Regions from separate parts of the Zea mays genome. Here region 1 is linked to region 2. Evidence: chromatin contacts called from public Hi-C data. All regions are on one chromosome and are shown on one strand. The core of a region is the stretch at or near the end of the contact, and the rest is flanking DNA. Distances in the headings are between cores, read along the strand shown.

The links. Hi-C and Micro-C count contacts between places; a contact is called where the count stands out from the background.
Region 1: a contact with region 2 is called in a Hi-C map of leaf, with 10 times the contacts expected there. The contact joins the promoter of LOC100382204 here to the promoter of LOC100273938 in region 2. A contact is called at or near these places in 2 of 25 Hi-C or Micro-C datasets (both in leaf).

Annotation. Positions count from the first base shown.
Region 1 is chr2:201,848,481-201,852,439 of Zm-B73-REFERENCE-NAM-5.0, forward strand. LOC100382204 (putative cytochrome P450 superfamily protein) reads left to right here and starts at 1,557. Exons shown (of 2, transcript NM_001174963.1): 1 at 1,557-2,454; 2 at 2,558-3,540. The coding sequence starts at 1,576. The coding sequence ends at 3,196.
Region 2 is chr2:200,909,669-200,913,738 of Zm-B73-REFERENCE-NAM-5.0, forward strand. It overlaps LOC100273938 (Plant UBX domain-containing protein 8), which reads right to left and starts at 1,602. Exons shown (of 10, transcript NM_001360499.1): 1 at 1,373-1,602; 2 at 153-214; 3 at 1-54. The coding sequence starts at 1,456.

The DNA of each region.
Region 1 (3,959 bases), core at 307-2,806, 940 kb after region 2:
GGTTTAGGCGCAATTTTTATTGTTGTTTGTAAACCACTTGCCACTTGGTGCTTGCACGCACTATGGTTGTGCTCGGAGTGGCTTGTACTCTTGTGATATCATGCCAATTGCATTTGTGGTGTGGCTGCTATATTGTACTAGAGGGAACTAGTCTCATGCAGTTTCGGCCAAAACTTGATTGTGAATACGCTAGGGAGTGGTTTGGAAAAGGCTGTTCTAGAGACCAACTTGCACATGGGAAAAGCTTGAGACCATCCATAGAGTTCACCGAATGAGAGTTAGGCTCTTGCATAGGCATCCTTGTGATGCGTTCCAAGGAGGATAGGGAAAACTTTCATGCTTCTTGATATCTTAATAAAAAATATTGACAACGTTAAATGAGAGCTTAGATCTGTACTGTCCTTTAAGCTTTCGTGACTATATTATATACCTTGGTGGTGAAGATGTTGTTGCTGCTAATGGTACAAAGTCATTAATAAGTGACTGAGGAAGAGCTCAAAGTAGATGATGATGAATGCGCCGAGACATAGCACTGCTTGACTTTGATGGAAGACGACCATTGTGGAAGTTAGGAGCAATCGTCTCCCTCCTCTCCAGATGCAATAGATGGAGAGACTACGATGATGGCGCAACAACCAAAAGAGACAAAATCCTAACTACATACGAGAGGAGTCTAGGGCTTCATATGAGAGAAGAACACTTTACGGGTTTTCACCTCCAAGACTGACATTGGCACTTGCCTCAATTACCACCAGGGACTTAGGATCCTCATCCTCTCTCGTCATGAAGAGCTTCCACAACAAGCTTAATAAAATTGAGTTCAAGTTAGAGAACATGTGGCGCTCTTTTCATCATCAAAATTTACCATAAAAAATTCTTTGAATTTACCGAAAACAAAATAGGCCCATGAAGCCCAATAGGGTGGATCGCCTGCCGTGTTTGTAAAAATCGTTAAAATAAGAGGTGGAAGGGATTCGAGCCATGGTCTGCTACTCTGCTTGGGTAAAAGACGTAGGTGCACTTGTGTTGTACAATAGATTTTATATTGTAAAGATATATAACCTATAAATTTTAAAAATATAATCGTACTTTATCCATTTCGTACTCGCATTGATCCTACTATGGTGAATTGGGAGCTTGTTATATTATGAACTTGCTAACTTTTGAACTTCAAGTCTATGAACTTATGATATTCATTAATTTGTAATATTGTGAACTTGAAAAAATAGTATGAATTATGAATTTGTTATATTGTGAATACTGAACTTATGATCTTTGTCAACTTTGTTATATTGAGATAACTTTATGTTGATAAATATCGATTGAATTTTAGATTTCGATTGTTATAGTTATATTTTCCGTACCAAACCTCCCTTTTCGATATTTTCAAAATACTGATACCATTTTTTGTCTCTAGAGTTACTGTTTTTGTTTTATTTTCAATAAAAATATATAAACATAAATAGTTTTTTTATTTACTGACCGTTTTTCATCTCTAGCCCAAAGCCGAACAAAATCCAGTCTTTTCCCCGCAGCAATAGACTGGTCACCACTCACGAGAGCAGAAAACAAACAATGCCTCTTTACCTGCTCGCCGCCGGCGCGCTTATTGTCTTCCTCTACGTTATCAACAACCGCAGGAGCAGCAAGCTCCCGCCGTCTCCGCCGTCGCTACCACTGATCGGCCACCTTCACCTCATCGGCCGCCTCGCGCACCGATCCTTGCTAGAGCTGCAGCTTCGCTATGGCGGCGGCGGCGGTCTCCTCTTCCTGCAACTCGGGCGTAGGCCGACCTTGGTCGTGTCCACTGCGGCCGTGGCCGCGGATCTGTTCAAGAACCACGACCTCGCCTTCGCCTCCCGCCCACGCAGCGTGGGAGGGGATAAGCTGATGTATGGGTGCAGCAACGTGTCGTTCGCGCCTTACGGCGAGAACTGGCGCCGGGGCAAGAAGATCGCGGTGGTCCACCTCCTCTCTCCGCGGCGCGTGGAATCTTTCGCGCCCGTACGGGTTGCCGAGGTAGCCGCGCTCGTCGCACGGACACGCCGCACCGCGGAGGCTGGGGAGGCCGTGGAGATGAGGGAGCTCCTGTACGGCTACACCAACGCGGTGGTCACCCGCGCGGCCACCGGTGCCGCTGGGGCAACAGCAGAGAAGCTGAAACAGCTGATGGGGAACTCCGCAGCGCTGATGGCGGGCTTCCAACCCGAAGACGTGCTGCCGGACGCACCGGCGAGGTTTGTGAGATGGGCGACGGGCCTCGATAAGAAGATCGAAGACATGGCCGAGGCGTGGGACAAGTTCCTGTCCGATATAGTGGCCGCACACAAGGAAAAGGGGTGTGGCGACGCAGGGGAGGAGGCTGAGGACTTCTTGGATGTCTTGCTCCGGCTGCGGGAAGAAGGCGCAGATGGGCTCGAGCTCACAGACGATCGCATCAAAGCTACCATCGAGGTTATCTTCGCAGAAACGCTCTTCCAGTATCTCATCAAGAAATGTTTACTGCCGATAATCCAATATTGTTCATCTCATCCGTACTCGATTCTTGAGTCTGCAGGACATGATAGCTGCTGCAACTGAAACATCATCCCAAACGCTGGAATGGACCATGGCCGAACTCATTGCCAACCCGCGGGTGATGAGCAAGCTCCAAGGCGAGATAGCGCGAGTCGTCAGCGCCGATCAGACGACCATCGCTGAACCGGACCTGAACAAAATGGAGTACCTGAGGGCAGTGTTCAAAGAGGTGCTTCGGCTCCACCCACCAGCGCCGCTCCTCGTCCCGCACGAATCAACAACGCCCGCGGTTGTGCAGGGCTACGAGATTCCGGCCAAGACGGCGCTCTTCGTCAACGTGTGGGCCATCGGGCGGGACCCTGCTGTGTGGGACGCACCGGACGAGTTCCGCCCAGAGCGGTTCGTGGGCGGCAGTCCCTCGGTGGACTTCAGAGGGACCGACTACCAGTTCATCCCGTTCGGCGCCGGCCGGAGGATCTGCCCCGGCATCAACTTCGCGCTGCCAGTCTTGGAGCTCGCGCTCGTCAGCCTCCTGCACCACTTCGAATGGGAGCTCCCCGCCGGCATGCGCCTGGAGGACCTCGACATGGGCGAGGCGCCGGGGCTGACGACGCCGCGGCGGATTCCGCTCGTCCTAGTCCCCAAGCGCAGGACGCTCGTTCAGACATTACTGCAGTAGCACAAGGAATTTGATCTGCCTCCCTGAGTACCGAGGTTTATCTATTGAGAAGTTGTGGATCAAACAAAATTCAAGAACACAGATTACCTTACCCAAAAAAAAACGCACAAGAACACTCAATTGCAGAAAGAAATCGGTCTCTTGTTGACCGCAGTACTTGAGTTCATTCTCCCTGGATTAAGTTGGATAGTTTGGTTTTTCACATTTATAGTCTTGGGCCAGAATAAAGAGATGAATGTAAGGTAGCAGGCTAGCAGCTATCACAGTGGAAGATTGTTCATGTAATAGAGTACCGAACGATTTAGCCATATTAGGCACGAGAACTGTTCATACTGCCACTCATCCAATATGATTGTAATGTTAGTGTTACAGCTTTCTAGTTAATAAGTAGTTAGTTTGTCTTTAATATCATATAGGTAGATCTTAATTAATGGGATATTTATTTAAAAACAATCTAAACCCATAGATTATAGATCGAGCCAAACCATTGCAAAGTTAGATGGGCAGCGGTGTCGATTCTATCGGCGTGGTGGATAAGGCGATGCGCCTCATGCGAATTTGAACATGCGGTGGCGCTTCCCTAGGGTCGGATCACATAGATTCGACTGCACCTCATGGTGCACCAAGTATTTTACCCTAAAGACTCTGGACAACGAGGTATGTGGTGTAAGGCGAGACAAGATAAAGTTTTTATCTTGTTTTTTTTTCATGCTCGTGAGATCAAGGAGTGTGAGAGAAGGTACTAAACTATAGATGGTCAAAT
Region 2 (4,070 bases), core at 352-2,851:
AGGTCCATCATATCATCATGACTAGTGGGCATGGTGTTTTGACTGATCCCATTCCTGTAAACAACAAAACATGTTATTAATCGACAGTATTGGTACCAGGAGTGAACTTCAATATCCATAGAAAACATGGTTAGGAAAGCTGAAACACTTACAATATGCTGTCTCCATCATTGAAATGCGAATTTATTGCTCGATTAAGGTCACCACCATGTTCCTGGATTACATTAGTCAGTTAGCCACTATGACTAGATGATAGGTAGATGGAAAGCTGGAAACAGATGCAAATAGGCTTTGCTAGACTTCTGGAAGAGAAAATCATAGTAATATGAAGTTAACGAACTGTTATGAGATCTCCCTCAAGATCGGATCGAGCACGTTAGATGATAGTACGGTAATAAGCGTAGCCAACACTCAACAGGCTCGTTGGAAATGTAACTATGAATACTCGCATGTAAACAAGTACAAGAAATGTCTGCAGATGGTACACGCCACTTCATTGGTGGTATCTAAAGATAAGAGTTACAGTAACAGACCCCTGAAAAAGAAAACGATAGGAATAACAAGGTAACAAAATTGTTTTGTGAGTTCCAACTTAGGCCTTGTTCGTTTACGTCGGATTGCACCCGGAATTGTTCCAGCTAATCAAAGTTTATATAAATTAGAGAAGCAATCCGGTTAGGAATTGTTCCGACCCACCAATCCAGCACAAACGAACAAGGCCTTAGGATTGGTTCGAGCACATTGAATGAAAGTATGATATCAAGTGTAGTCAACACTCTGACAGGCTTATCGTGGAATTGTAACTATGAACACCCATAAACGTAATGAGCATGAGATATTTCTGAAAATGCTACTAAACAGAATGATGCAAAGCCAAGTAAATCATTTCGAACAGGAACAGCAAACTGGACCAGATCATGCAAACAATGTCAATCAAACTGGATGCCCTGTGACCAACACGGGCCTTTTTTCACTCGACTGAGGCAGAAATTGGACCTTTTCTTTTGATGAATAACAATTATATATAAAGAGAAAAAAACAGAAAGGGGACAAGAAAAGCGACGAGATTCGGCAACAAAATCCACTCCGTAACAGTACACGAATTCCAACACTTGCTTGTGACTCCACGATCCAACACTTGCTAATAAGCCCGGCACGCAAATCCGTCGCACCTCATCCCGATGACATCTCGTCGCATCACACCAAAACCCCAACCCCATCCGCTACAAACCTGAAAGCACGATTAAACACCAAGCCCTAACGCTCGCCCCAACGTGACCAAATCCAAAGCCTAACCAATTTCGCTAGATTCCTGATTCTGAATTGAACAGGAAAAAGTGAAAAGGAAAAAAGAAAGGCCTTTAAGCGGTACCTCGAGCTTGCGTACGGCGACGGCCTCGTCCGCCCCCGTGATGCTGATGAAGGTATCGATCGCTTCCTGCAGCGGCCTTGCCATGGCGGGAGGGCTCGGTGCCAACGCGACGCCGAGGAGGGAGCGAGGGAGATAGAAGATAGGAGAGGAGTTGCGTCAACAAACTGAAGAGCGGCAGGTGTTCTGATTCCGATCTCTGAAGCGGTGACCTGTTGGCTGAAGTCTTTGAGCTGAACAACCCACTTCAAAAGGGCTTTCCCTTATCATCAAACAGTTCTCAACACTTATTAGGATCACGTTGGGATTGAAGTGAGAGGGGATCGTAGAGAAAATAAACTAATATTTTCTTTAACCCGCCGTGATCCCAGACTTTAAACGATTAGAGCATCTCGGACATCTCCTAATAATTCTACTTTCAATATCTCTATATTAGTTTCATCCTAAAAGTTTAAAAGTAAAAAAAAAACATATATAACTCCAACAGCTCCTTAAAAATATCCCAATACAGCTTTAAGAGCAACTCCAGTAGTTCTCTAATAGACTTCCTAAATCAACAATTTAAGTAGCTAACACAAAAACTCATTTCCAACAGTTCTCTAAATGAACTTTCTAAATTTAACTTCTCATCTAACCTTATTTCCTCTCTACATTTGGCCAGGGCCGTTCCTGACTTTTCAGGGGCCCTGTGCGAAATCCGAAATGGAGGCCTCATCCACACACAATATATATAATATTTAACGTATACAAATTATAATGCACTATTTTCAAGTTTATAAGATTACAAATATAAAATATAGCAAAACACATATTTGTTATCCGATGTCATTAAAAATATCTTCTAACGTTTTGTGATACAAATCATCGCTTATACCATTAAGATCAATCTCATCCAACAACTTCTTTTAGATACATATAATCACCAAACCATTTAACCTCTCTTAAGTCATTGTTGACCTCTTAAATAGTTCAAAAAATATTTCAAGTTTAAAAATCTTATCTCCGTCGATGCAACCATCATGTGTATAGTAAATAATACTCTCTTTGTATCAAAATAGAATTTATTTTGCTTCTATAGTTGATTCCTCATCATCTAGTTGAATATAGACATAAAAATCAAGAGTTAAAACAAATACTATTTTGGAACGAAGTGAATATTAGATAAGTAATTAAGACATTAGTTTAACAATCTAAACGAAACTGATCGATAATGCATCGCTCTTGCGTATTTATGTCTAGGTTAGATATGCTTAGCGGAAAAAAAATGCTAACATCTGGTGGCCAGAGGGGCCCTCTGTTTTTGGGGGCCCGGTGCACCCCCTCAGGGCCGGCCGTGCATTTGGCAACCATTTAGCAACTCTCTAAACAAAAATGTTTACTGCATTATGTAGATAATGAAGGTAATTGATGACATTTGTGACTTTATTTTTTTATGTGGATAGATACAAAACAAAACTACAACCTATATTTAGAGAACTCACATTTTTTTACTCCCAAAGTTATTTAGCAACTTCTTAAATCTGTAATTTAGAGAGCTAAAATTTATATAACTATTAGAGTTGCTCTAAGAATGGTGGCAATGCTTCTAGGCGTGGGAAACAAAAAAAATCATAGGCTCGACCCTAAATTTGTACCACGATGTTCTGGTTTAGGGCACCGAATAAATTAGGATCATCTAATAGAAGTTGTTGGACTGATTTTTTCACCATTGCCCCTAGACTATTGTTTTGGAAGTATTAATCAGGAGCTCTTTGAGATGCTCGTTAGCGAGACTTGTTGCATTCTAAGTTATTATGATGTTTTGTTTTTCAATATTATACACTATATATATAGATACATGATAAAAACATAATATCTAAAAATCAAAATATCTCATGATTTAAATAGAGTACACTTTAAATTTTATAATTTTTACCAATCTAAATAACTATTGTAACAACGTAATGCAAACATACAATTAGTTTGGTAGCAAAATATACCATTCAATATTCGTAATTTTAATATTATAAAAATGAATTAAATCTTAAATTATAATTTAGGAAACTACTTTATATTTAAGTGTGACTAAATTAAGACATACAATTAGTTTGGTAGCAAAATATACCATTCAATATTCGTAATTTTAATATTATAAAAATGAATTAAATCTTAAATTATAATTTAGGAAACTACTTTATATTTAAGTGTGACTAAATTAAGACCTTGTTTAGTTTCTTTAGTCACTTGACTAAACTTTAAGTATTATGTTTGGTTCTAGTGACTAAATCAAACTAAAAAACATTAAATAATGCAAATAATGACTGCATTACCCTATTAATTAGTACATGCCTACTATACGGAGAAAGAGAAGTGGACAAGTGAGATAAAAATCCTATTTTAGTCCCTTTTGGTCAATCCCTTAATGACTAAAGAACTAAAATTTAGTTACCCCACTTTAGTCTCCCTGTTTGCTTCTTTAGAGACTAAAAGTGATTAAAGTTTAGCCACTAAACTTTAGTCACTCCAAACCAAATGGGCCTAAGTACTTGATAAAGCATTTTGTTTCTTAGCTCCCACACTTCTTAAATAACCGGTTGTAGTCGTTACAAGCAAAACAGAAATTCTATGTAGCGCTGTCTGGTGCGTCGCCAGATATGTCCGATGTGTTGCAAACTTCTGTAAACACGTTGCAAACCTCTTTAAGTGCCATATCTATTGCAAG